2 separate regions of the Triticum aestivum genome follow, and region 1 is linked to region 2. A link is a contact called in public Hi-C data. All regions are on one chromosome and are shown on one strand. Each heading gives the region's core, a stretch centred on a gene start, on an enhancer-like site or on the middle of the called end of the contact. The rest is flanking DNA. Distances are from core to core; before and after follow the strand shown. Region 1 has its middle 12 kb from the start of LOC123150575. Region 2 holds the start of LOC123152532.

Evidence for each region. Hi-C and Micro-C count contacts between places; a contact is called where the count stands out from the background.
Region 1: a Hi-C map of leaf shows a contact between it and region 2, with 5 times the contacts expected there. The contact joins the enhancer-like site here to the promoter of LOC123152532 in region 2. A contact is called at or near these places in 2 of 5 Hi-C or Micro-C datasets (both in leaf).

What each region holds. Positions count from the first base shown.
Region 1 is chr7A:291,276,273-291,281,175 of IWGSC CS RefSeq v2.1, reverse strand. No RefSeq gene overlaps it. Among protein-coding and RNA genes, the nearest start is that of LOC123150575, 12 kb to the right of the region's middle. Within about 2 kb of position 3,050, at least 4 of the 8 cell types and tissues checked have an H3K27ac peak or open chromatin away from gene starts, as enhancers often do. A contact at or near this core is called in leaf, where this site is marked.
Region 2 is chr7A:290,982,994-290,988,007 of IWGSC CS RefSeq v2.1, reverse strand. LOC123152532 reads left to right here and starts at 2,317. Exons shown (of 2, transcript XM_044572058.1): 1 at 2,317-3,030. The coding sequence starts at 2,438.

The DNA.
Region 1 (4,903 bases), core at 1,801-4,300, 290 kb before region 2:
CGGTGGCTTTTCGTTGCAAAGAACCAGCGCGTGTCTAATGGCTGCTGGCAGGGCTGCGAGCAAGGCAAAGGCAGCGCCTGTGGCTAGAGCAGCCGAGGAGCTGGTTTGCCGTGGGCTAGGCATTACCAGAGACGGCCAGGACGCCACTCTGGAGATGCTGGATGCTTTCTCAGAGAGTTTCAAAGAGCAGCTGGCTCCAGATGTGATCATCGCTATGCGAGGCTTATTCAAGTTGGATGATGTTTAGGCAACAGGGATTGTGGAAGCTCTCATTTCCCATGGTGGTGCTAGAGCGCTGGACCAGGATGGCCAGCAGGCGGTTGCCTAGGCAGCTCAGAGATGCAGAGGGATTCCATTTTGGTTATGTTAGTACAACCAGCTTTCATCTTAAGGGGTTTTAGTCTCTGTCTAGGGTCGAGTCTGTGGATGCAATGTGCATCTGTATGTTGGCCATGTTAGCTGTGTACCCAAGGTGTGTCATGTATGGTACTTGTCAAAGTTGGGTCCAGTTTGGAACATGTTGTTTCTCATATGCATGCATGTTGCCTGAGTGCTACGGTCATTCCATTTGTGCATGGTTGCTGCCAGCTTACTAGGACTAGGGCTACGCTTGTTTCCTCATGATTGAACAAGCTATAAACACATTAAGTTGGAACGTCAGAGGGCTCAATTGTTCGGACCGCCGGCAACTGTTTGTGAAACCATTGCTGCCTCTTCTTGCCACATCATCTGTCTCCAGGATACGAAGCTGTCCAATGTTGACCAGTTCATGGCTACCTCTCTTGGTGGTTCCAGGTTTTGGAATTTCGCGCAAAAACCAGCCGAAGGAACTAGGGGTGGCATCCTTATCTTGTGGGATGACCACCTGGTTGAGCTGACTCACGTCGCCACTACCAACCACTGCATCTCTGCCATGGTCAGGATTCGGGAGACTGAGGTAGTATTCAAGCTTACATCCCTTTATGGGCCCACCGATGCCGCTAGCAAAGACGCTTTCTTTGCCGAGCTTGTTAGCCAAATCCCACCTCCCGGTGTTGCTTGGTTGGCCTCCGGGGACTTCAACCAAATATATCAGGCCAGAGATAAAAACAAGAGGAAATTCAACAGGAGTCGGATCATCCACTTTCGTAATGCCCTACAAAGTTGCGTCCTAAAGGAAATTCACCTTCAAAACCGGAGGTTCACTTGGAGTAACGAGAGGGTGAACCCAACCTTGTGCAAGCTCGACACTTTTTTCTGCAATGCTGAGTGGGACACCACCTTCAACACCCATGTGTTACATGCCCTCTCGTCTTCACTCTCCGACCATTGTCCCCTCCTGCTTGCCGACGTTAGGGGGCCTAGGAGGCCCAGAACCTTCAAATTTGAGAATTTTTTGGTATCCATGCCCGGATTCTATGATATTGTGCAAAAGGCTTGGGACGAGCCCATGGGGCACATGGAGCCGTGCCAAGTCTTGTTTCACAAGCTAAAAAAGACGGCCACCCGGTTGGCGGAATGGAGTAGAATGTCTATTCCCTAAAGCCAAGATCCAACTTCATTGTGACGCCCGGATAATTAGGCTACAGTAATCACACATTAATGATGCCACGTCACCTTGGTTACTGTTGTTAATCTCGCGATGGTTCAAAAACGATTCAAATTCAAATTTAAATAAAGGAAAACCTCAAAAGTTTTCAAATGTTAAAACCAAAATGTTCGGGTTGTGCCAGATAATGCATATGTGATTATGATGAAGAATCCACATTATTATATAATGTATAAATGTACTAAAATGATTTAAACGGTAGCCAAAAACATTATTTAAATGCCTTTGGTATTTTCTCAAATACTACACTATTTTATTTGGGGTTAAAACCTTTTGTGGTAGTGGGTTATTCTCGAACATTATTCTAGGAGCTATCATCATATTTTACTAAACCAAAATAAAATTAAACCAGTAAAAGGAAAATAAGGAAAAGTAAATTAAAAAGTCAAAGCAAGGTAAAAAAAGAAATAACAGCCCCCTATGGTCAACTGGACCTCAGCCCAGTCGGCCGGCCCAGCTGACCAGCCGGCCCACCCCGCGCCTGGCCTACATGCCCCCACCCACAGGAACCCTAGCGCACACCCCCCACTCACCCCGCACGACCCCCCCACTCTTTCCCACGTCTCTCTCCCTCCCTTCCCCGATCCAGATCGGGAACCGGGTGCTCACGCCCGCCCCTGATGCGTCCCCGGCGCCAACGCACTCTCTCCCAATGTCGCCGCCTGCTGCCGCCCCGGCCCCGTCGCCGGACCTCGCCGAACGCCTCGTCCTCGCCGCCCTCTCCCGGCCTGCTTCCTCACCCTCCGGCACCGTGCCCGTCTTCCCCGAGCTCCGCAGGACGTCGTGCTTGTCGCACCGACGCCAACCGCCGCCGCTGCATCACCGCCTCGTCCCACCACCACCTCGCGGACGCCATCTCTCTCTCGAAAGCCACCACGTCGAGCCACGCACCGCCTTGTTCTTCATCCGCCTCGTCGAGCTTCGCCGTCGATTCTGGCACCTCTGAGCCTTCCCCGAGCCCACTAAGCACATCTGCAGCCTCAATGTGAGCTCCGCCACTTCCCCGTTTATTCCCGAGCTCAGATTCAAGCTCGAGCACCCTCGCCGCCGTTTCATAGCTGTCGTCGTCGCCGCGACCGAAGCCGCAGTCGCCCTTTGCCTACGCCCATGGCCGCCGTCGCCCAGGCGCTCCCCTGCACCCTCCTCCTACGCAGCCTCCCTGGTCGCGGCTCCCCGTAGCTGCGCACGCCCACGCGCCGCCCGTGACCGCACTGCCCTGCTGCTGCGGCCCGCGCGCTACCTGCACCTCACCCTCGTCTACCTCTGTCGCCAGTCCCACCTCGCCCCTCTGCGCCCCCTCCGGCCACCGGTCCCCCCCCCCCCGCGGCTCCAGCTGCGCCATGGCCGCCGGCGCTCGCCCTCCTGGGCGCGTGGTTGTTCCCCGCCCCTGGTGGCCTCGGGCACGAGCGCCCGCAACCAGCGCCCGCCCCGTTAACCGCTGCCTGAATCCACTATGGCCCTTGTGCCTATGGCACATGGGGCCCGCCCCTGGAACATTAAAAAAGAGATTAAAAATAAATAAAATTAATTAATTAAACAATTAATTAATCTTAATTAATTAATTAAAGAATTAATTAAACTATTTAATCCTGATTAGATTAACCTAACCACTAATTAAATTAATAGACCCTGTTTAATTAACCTGCTAACTAAATGTGTCAATGACGAACGGGACCCACCTGTCAGGTTGACCAAGTCAACTGCTGACATCATGATGACGTCAGCAAACACTATTCTGGATAATGTTTGATTTAATTAATTAAATAGATCCTAAAAATGATTTAAATCTTTTAAAATTAATATAAAATAAACCTTAGCTCGGATGGAAAAACTTTGTACATGAAAGTTGCTCAGAACGATGAGATGAATCCGAATATGCGGCCTGTTCGTCCGCCACACATCCCTAGCATAGCGAACACGCAATTTTCTCCCTCCGGTTCATCTGTCCGAAAATGCGAAACATCGGGAATACTTTCCCGGATGTTTCCCCCCTTCACCGGTACCACCTCGTACCGCGTAAGGGCACCCCTAGCACCGATACTTGTCATGTCATGCATCACTATGCATCTGTTTGCTTAATATTTATTGTTTCTTCCCCCTCTTCTCTCGCTAGACACCGAGACCGACGCCGCTGCTACCCAGTACGACTACGGTGTTGACGACCCCTCTTTCTTGCTAGAGCAACCAGGCAAGCCCCCCCCTTTGATCACCAGATATCGCCTACTCTTCTCTCTACTCTTGCATTAGAGTAGTGTAGCAAGTTACTGCTTTCCGTTAATCCTATCATGATGCATAGCCTGTCCTTGCTACTACTGTTGTTACCTTTACCTGCAATCCTAATGCTTAGTATAGGATGCTAGTTTATCACCAGTAGCCTTACACTCTTGTCCATCTGCCATGCTATACTATCGGGCCGTGATCTCTCGGGAGGTGATCACGGGTATATACTATATACTTTATATATGATACATGTGATGACTAAAGTCGGGTTGGCTCGAGGAGTACCCGCGATTGATTCACGAATTGGGGGCTGGAAGGACATACTTTCCCAACAGCCCTCTGTGTGGATCTTTGTGGCGATGCGACAGGGCACGTTGAGACCACCTAGGAGAGAGGTGGGCCTGGCCCTGATCGGCGTTCGCGGTTATTTCAAGATAACACGTTTAACGAGATCTTGGTATTTGATCTAAGTCTGGCCACTGGCCTATACACACTAGCCATCTACGCGGGGACAGTTATGGGCACTCGGCGTCGTGGTATTAGCCGAAGCCTTCGTGATGTCAGCGACTGAGCGACGCGCGCCGGATTGGACTGGAACGCCTGCTAGGCTACGTCTGCTTCCGGCCGCCCTCGCAACGTGCAGGTGTGCAATGGGCGATGGGCCCAGACCCCTGTGCCATAGGATTTAGACCGGCGTGCTGACCTCTCTGTTGTGCCTAGGTAGGGCTGCGACGTGTTGATCTTCCGAGGCCGGGCATGACCTAGAAAAGTGTGTCCGGCCAAATGGGATCGAGCGTGTTGGGTTATGTGGTGCACCCCTGCAGGGAAGTTAATCTATTCGAATAGCTGTGATCTTCGGTAACAGGACGACTTGGAGTTGTACCTTGACCTTATGACAACTAGAACCGGATACTTAATAAAACACACCCTTCCAAGTGCCAGATACAACCGGTGATCGCTCTCTCACAGGGCGACGAGGGGAGGATCATCGGTTAGGATTATGATATGTGATGCTACTTGGTGAACTTGTCATCTACTCTCTTCTCCTGCTGCAAGATGGAGGTTACCAGAAGCGTAGTCTTCGAAAGAATTAGC
Region 2 (5,014 bases), core at 1,068-3,567:
GTATTAAGGTTTCCGATCAATACAATTCTAGCATGAATAATAAACATTTATCATGAATAAGGAAATATAAAATAAAAACTTTATTATTGCCTCTAGGGCATATTTCCTTCATGTGGTGACGGTGGTGGTGAACTCGTTCCCGCAGGGCTTCGTCGTGCATTGCGGAAAACTAGACAGAGGACTAAACTTTGGAGAGGGGTGCCGCACACGGCTAAGTGATTGTCGTGGGTTTGTGTGGTGCCCCCCCCCCCCCACACACACACACATATATATATATATATATATATATATAGAGAGAGAGAGAGAGATGGGGGGGTTGCAGCCAAGGGGTGGCCCAAGGTGGCCGGCCGGGCCCCTTGGGCGCCTACCCTTTGGCACCCCCTTCCTTGTTTGCCTGTGGGGGGAAGGCAGGAGGAGGTGGCACCCCCTTTCCTTCCTCTTATGTGGAGGGAAGGAAAGAGGGGCTAGCCCTCCCCCTGTCCGTCCATAGGGCCGTCGGCCAAGGGAAGGGGCATGCCAGCCCCTTGTGGGCTGGTGTGTTCCCCCTCTTGGCCCATAAGGCCCATTAACCTCCCGGGGCTTCCCAGAACCCCTTCCGGTGATCCGATGACTACCGATACACTCCGAAACCTTTCTGTGACCAAATAGCATCGTCTATATATCAATCTTTACCTCCGGACCATTTCGAAGCTCCTCGTCATGTCTGTGATCTCATCCGGGACTCCGAACAACATTCGGTCACCAAATCACATAACTCATATAATACTATATCGTCAACGAACATTAAGCATGCGGACCCTACGGGTTCGAGAATGATGTAGACATGACTGCGACGCCTCTCCGGTCAATAATCAATAGCGGAACCTGGATGCCCATATTGGTTCCTACATATTCCATGAAGATCTTTATCGGTCGAACCTTAGGACATCATACGTAATTCCCTTTGTCTGTCGGTATGTTACTTGCCCGAGATTCGATCGTCGGTATCTTCATACCTAGTTCAATCTCGTGACTGGCTAGTCTCTTTACTCGTTCTATAATACATCATCTCGTAACTAACTCATTAGTCACTTTGCTTGCAAGCTTCTTGTGATGTGCATTACCGAGAGGGCCAAGAGATACCTTTCCGATACACGGAGTGACAAATCCTAATCTCGATTTATGCCAACTCAACAGACACCTTCAGAGATATCTGTAGTGCATCTTTATGATCACCTAGTTATGTTGTGACATTTGATAGCACACAAGGAATTCCTCCGGTATCCGGGAGTTGCATGATCTCATAGTCGAAGACATATGTATTTGACATGAAGAAAGCAATAGCAATAAAACAGAACGATCATTACGCTAAGCTAACGGATGAGTCGTGTCCATCACATCATTCTCCTAATGATGTGACCCTATTATCAAGTGACAACACATGTCTACGGTTAGGAAACCTTAACCATCTTTGATCAACGAGCTAGTCTAATAGAGGCTCACTATGGACACAGTATTTTGTTTATGTATCCACACATGTATTTAAGTTTTAGATCAATACAATTCTAGCATGAATAATAAACCTTTATCATGAATAAGGGAATATAATAATAACAACTTTATTATTGCCTCTAGGGCATATTTCTATGAGGCTGCCCCCACCATGCCCCCAACAAGCTTCTATCAATTATGGGCTGATCCCCAAAAGGGGCCCCCACCGAAAAATAACTCCCCACGAAAAGGGGAATCTTGTCGCCCTGGCGGGAACATGGTGTTTTTCGCTCGCTTTCTCTCTCGCAAAATTCTGGAAGGTCCCGGAACATTTTCAGCACCCTCCAAAATCGTACGTATTCCGAAAATTTTCCGACTTGATGTTTTACTCCGAAACAATTTTGGAGGGTGCTGAAAATGTTCCGGGACCTTCCGGAAATGTTTCAGAGAGAAAACCGAGCCGGAGGGTGCTGAAAATGTTCCGGCTTGATGTTTTACTTCGAAAGCTTGATAAACATTTTAAACATTTTTTCAAATGCTTGATTAACATTTTTTCCATACACAGGAGAAACATTTTCTCTATACACATTTATTATTTTTCAAATACTTGGTTACCATTTGTTACAAATGTTTTTATGTAGATTTGTTTGTTAATATATTTATTTATAACGTTTGGAAGTGTATAAATAACAAAAGTAAAAGAGTAAAGCAGAAAACAAAAACTAAGAACGTGAAAAAGAAACAATAAAATGTGGCTGTGGCCTCCCGTGCGCTTGGGCCCGCCCAATGCCGCGAATGCTTGCTTGTGGGCATTTTTGGTCGCTACAGCCGAACCAAGCCCAATAGTCTCTCTTGTCCCGAGTCCTTCGCCTGAGCCGCTGAACCCGAACCGAACCATTTTCACTCTCTAAACCCTACGCCCTCCTCCGCCGCCGCATCCGGCCACCCTTCGCCGCCGCATCCGGCCATGGGTAGCAGGCTGGGCCGCCGCGTGCTCCACTTCGCCAACCTCCCCATCAAGCTCATGCTCCCCCCGGCCCCCCTGACCTCCGTCCAGGAGTTCGCTGTGAGGACCGTCCCCTCCGCCTCCAAGGTCGACATCCGCCGCTGCCTCGAGTCCGTCTACGGCTTCAACATCGCCGAAGTCCGCACCCTCAACATGGAGGGCAAGAAGCACCGCCGGGGACCCTTCCTCGCCGCCAAGCCAGACTACAAGAAGGCCTACGTCACTCTTCAGGCCCCGCTCTCCGTTTCCCCCGACATCTTCCCCATCGGCGCGATCCTCGGGGAGAGGGAGCGGAAGGCCAGCGCAGCCGCGGCGAGGAGGAAGGTTGTGGAAGGGGCAGAGGTCGAGGGGGAGAGGGAGGGGAAGGGGAAACATTGGATGGAGGACGAGAGGGAGGGCTTCTCCAGGGCTGGATGCGGCAAGATCGTGTATGGAAACCCTGGGAGGCTGGGGAACAAGAGGAGGGGACGTGCCGGGGCGAATGAGCAAGCTGACGAAAAGGGGGGAAACTTCCCGTGGAACGGGATGGGGCTGGCTACCGAGAAACCTGCTAGGTGAGGACTCTGGATCTCTCTATCTTTCTTGATCAAGTCATTATGCACAGCTCGTTTCAATAAGACAATGTACTATTATTCTGTCAGTGCGAAAGAGGAGAATTTCTAGGCTTTTCTACCGTCAGAGAACAATTCTGGTGCTTCGTTAGTCTAGAGGAAATCAGGATGGTAATGGTAGAGGCAGTGCCAAATGCCTGTGCACTTACTTCCTTACTATGTTGCGGTCATAGAGTTATGCACTCGGATGAGGTTTTCTAATTCATACTGTTGAGTAGTTATGCGCTACTCAAACTTCCGCAGCTTCTTCGATGATTTCGCCCTATGGCTCAACGGTATGATGAACAATCTAGCAGTACCTGGTGATTAGCTGCAGGAAGAAACCTCGGAGAAATTTCTCTGGGCTGTCTCGCCGCACTACTCACATGTCGCCCTCTACATAGACCCCGTTCGACCACTCTGCACTCTCCATCGAGGAGCTGACGAGATGGTTCAACACGGCAGAGGTATGACACAGGCTGGATGGATCTAGCCAGGGCGGCAACTGCCTAGTGCTAGCTGAGGAGCAGTAGGTTGTGCGATAGTATAGGTACAACCAAGGCGGGTTCTCTGGCAGCAGCAACACCTCAGGCAACAATAGCTCTTGCCGTGGTGGTGGTGGTGGTGGAGGGTGCTCCCGAGCTAAGTTCAGCGGCGGACGCAAAAGCCAAGGTCAGCCGAGAAGCGGCGGCCGCGAGAAGTGTCGCTATTGTGGAAAGCTAGGCCACTGGGCAAGTGATTGCCGCAAGAAGCAGGAGGAGGCTCACCTGGTGTAGGCCGACGAAGTCAACGCTGCTGCTGCTGCAGGAGTGCACAACACACCTTGCCACCACAGCGCAAAGTCCTGCCATGGTAGCGGAATCGCCCAAAGCATTGCAATGACAACATCCTTATCAGCAGTCATCGCGGTAGGAAATCCTGCCATGGCATGGCTTTTGCCCCGAAAGGCTGCAATGGTAGCAATCGTGCCCAATGTTGCCATTGCAGCAACTCCATTCCAGCTGCCATGGCAGAGTACGAGTGCGTCTTCCTCAATGAAGAGTGAGCTCGCATCAAGCTTCGGCATGCCTCTGGTGACGTTGATGTGCCCTGGTACCTTGACGCCGGTGTGTCAAACCAAATGACTGTCAACGCTTCTGTCTTCGTTGGACCACATGAAACAGTACGGTGATGGGCATGGTGAAGTTCGGCGAGGACTCCGTGGTGGAGGAATGTAGACAAGGCATTATCTTGTTCGCCGCGACGGGTAGCCACCACCGTGAATTAAAGAATGTGTATTGAATTTCCCGCCTGGAGAGCAACATCGTCAACATTGGGCAGTTTGACGAGATTGGATACTCGACGCACGTGGAGCATGACGGTGCACGGCCCGCAAAAGAACCTCCTCGCCAAGGTAAAGCGTCCCCTAAGCACATGTACACCATTCGTCTTTGACCAATGGGGAAGCTGGGATTGGCTGTGAGGAGCAGACCTACCCGCAAGCACATCCTTCGCACATCACCATCAAGTAAGTACTTGGCGCCTAGCACACCCTAGGAGACGCACCAGATGTCGCGGAGGACCAGGGAGAGGTGCCTGGCATGATAACAGATCCTGGCAGAACGTGTCATGTTATTAGAGCATCTCCAACAGCCGCGCTTCGCTCCGCGCGCTAAAAACTAGTTTGCCGTGCGCCGTTCGCCTGGTTTTGCGCGGCCGCTAGCGCTGGCTCCAACAGCGGCGCTAAAATGCAGCGCGCGCGCCGCTCCGGCGGCGCGCAAAAAATGCAGCGCGCGCGACTCGCACAAACAACATATACTCCCTTCGTTCCTAAATATTTGTCTACACTCTAAAATAAGTCTATATACATCCGTATGTGGTAGTCCATTTGAAATCTCTAAAAAGACAAATATTTAGGAACGGAGGGAGTACATTTCAAATAGAAGCAAAAATGATCAAACTAAACAAA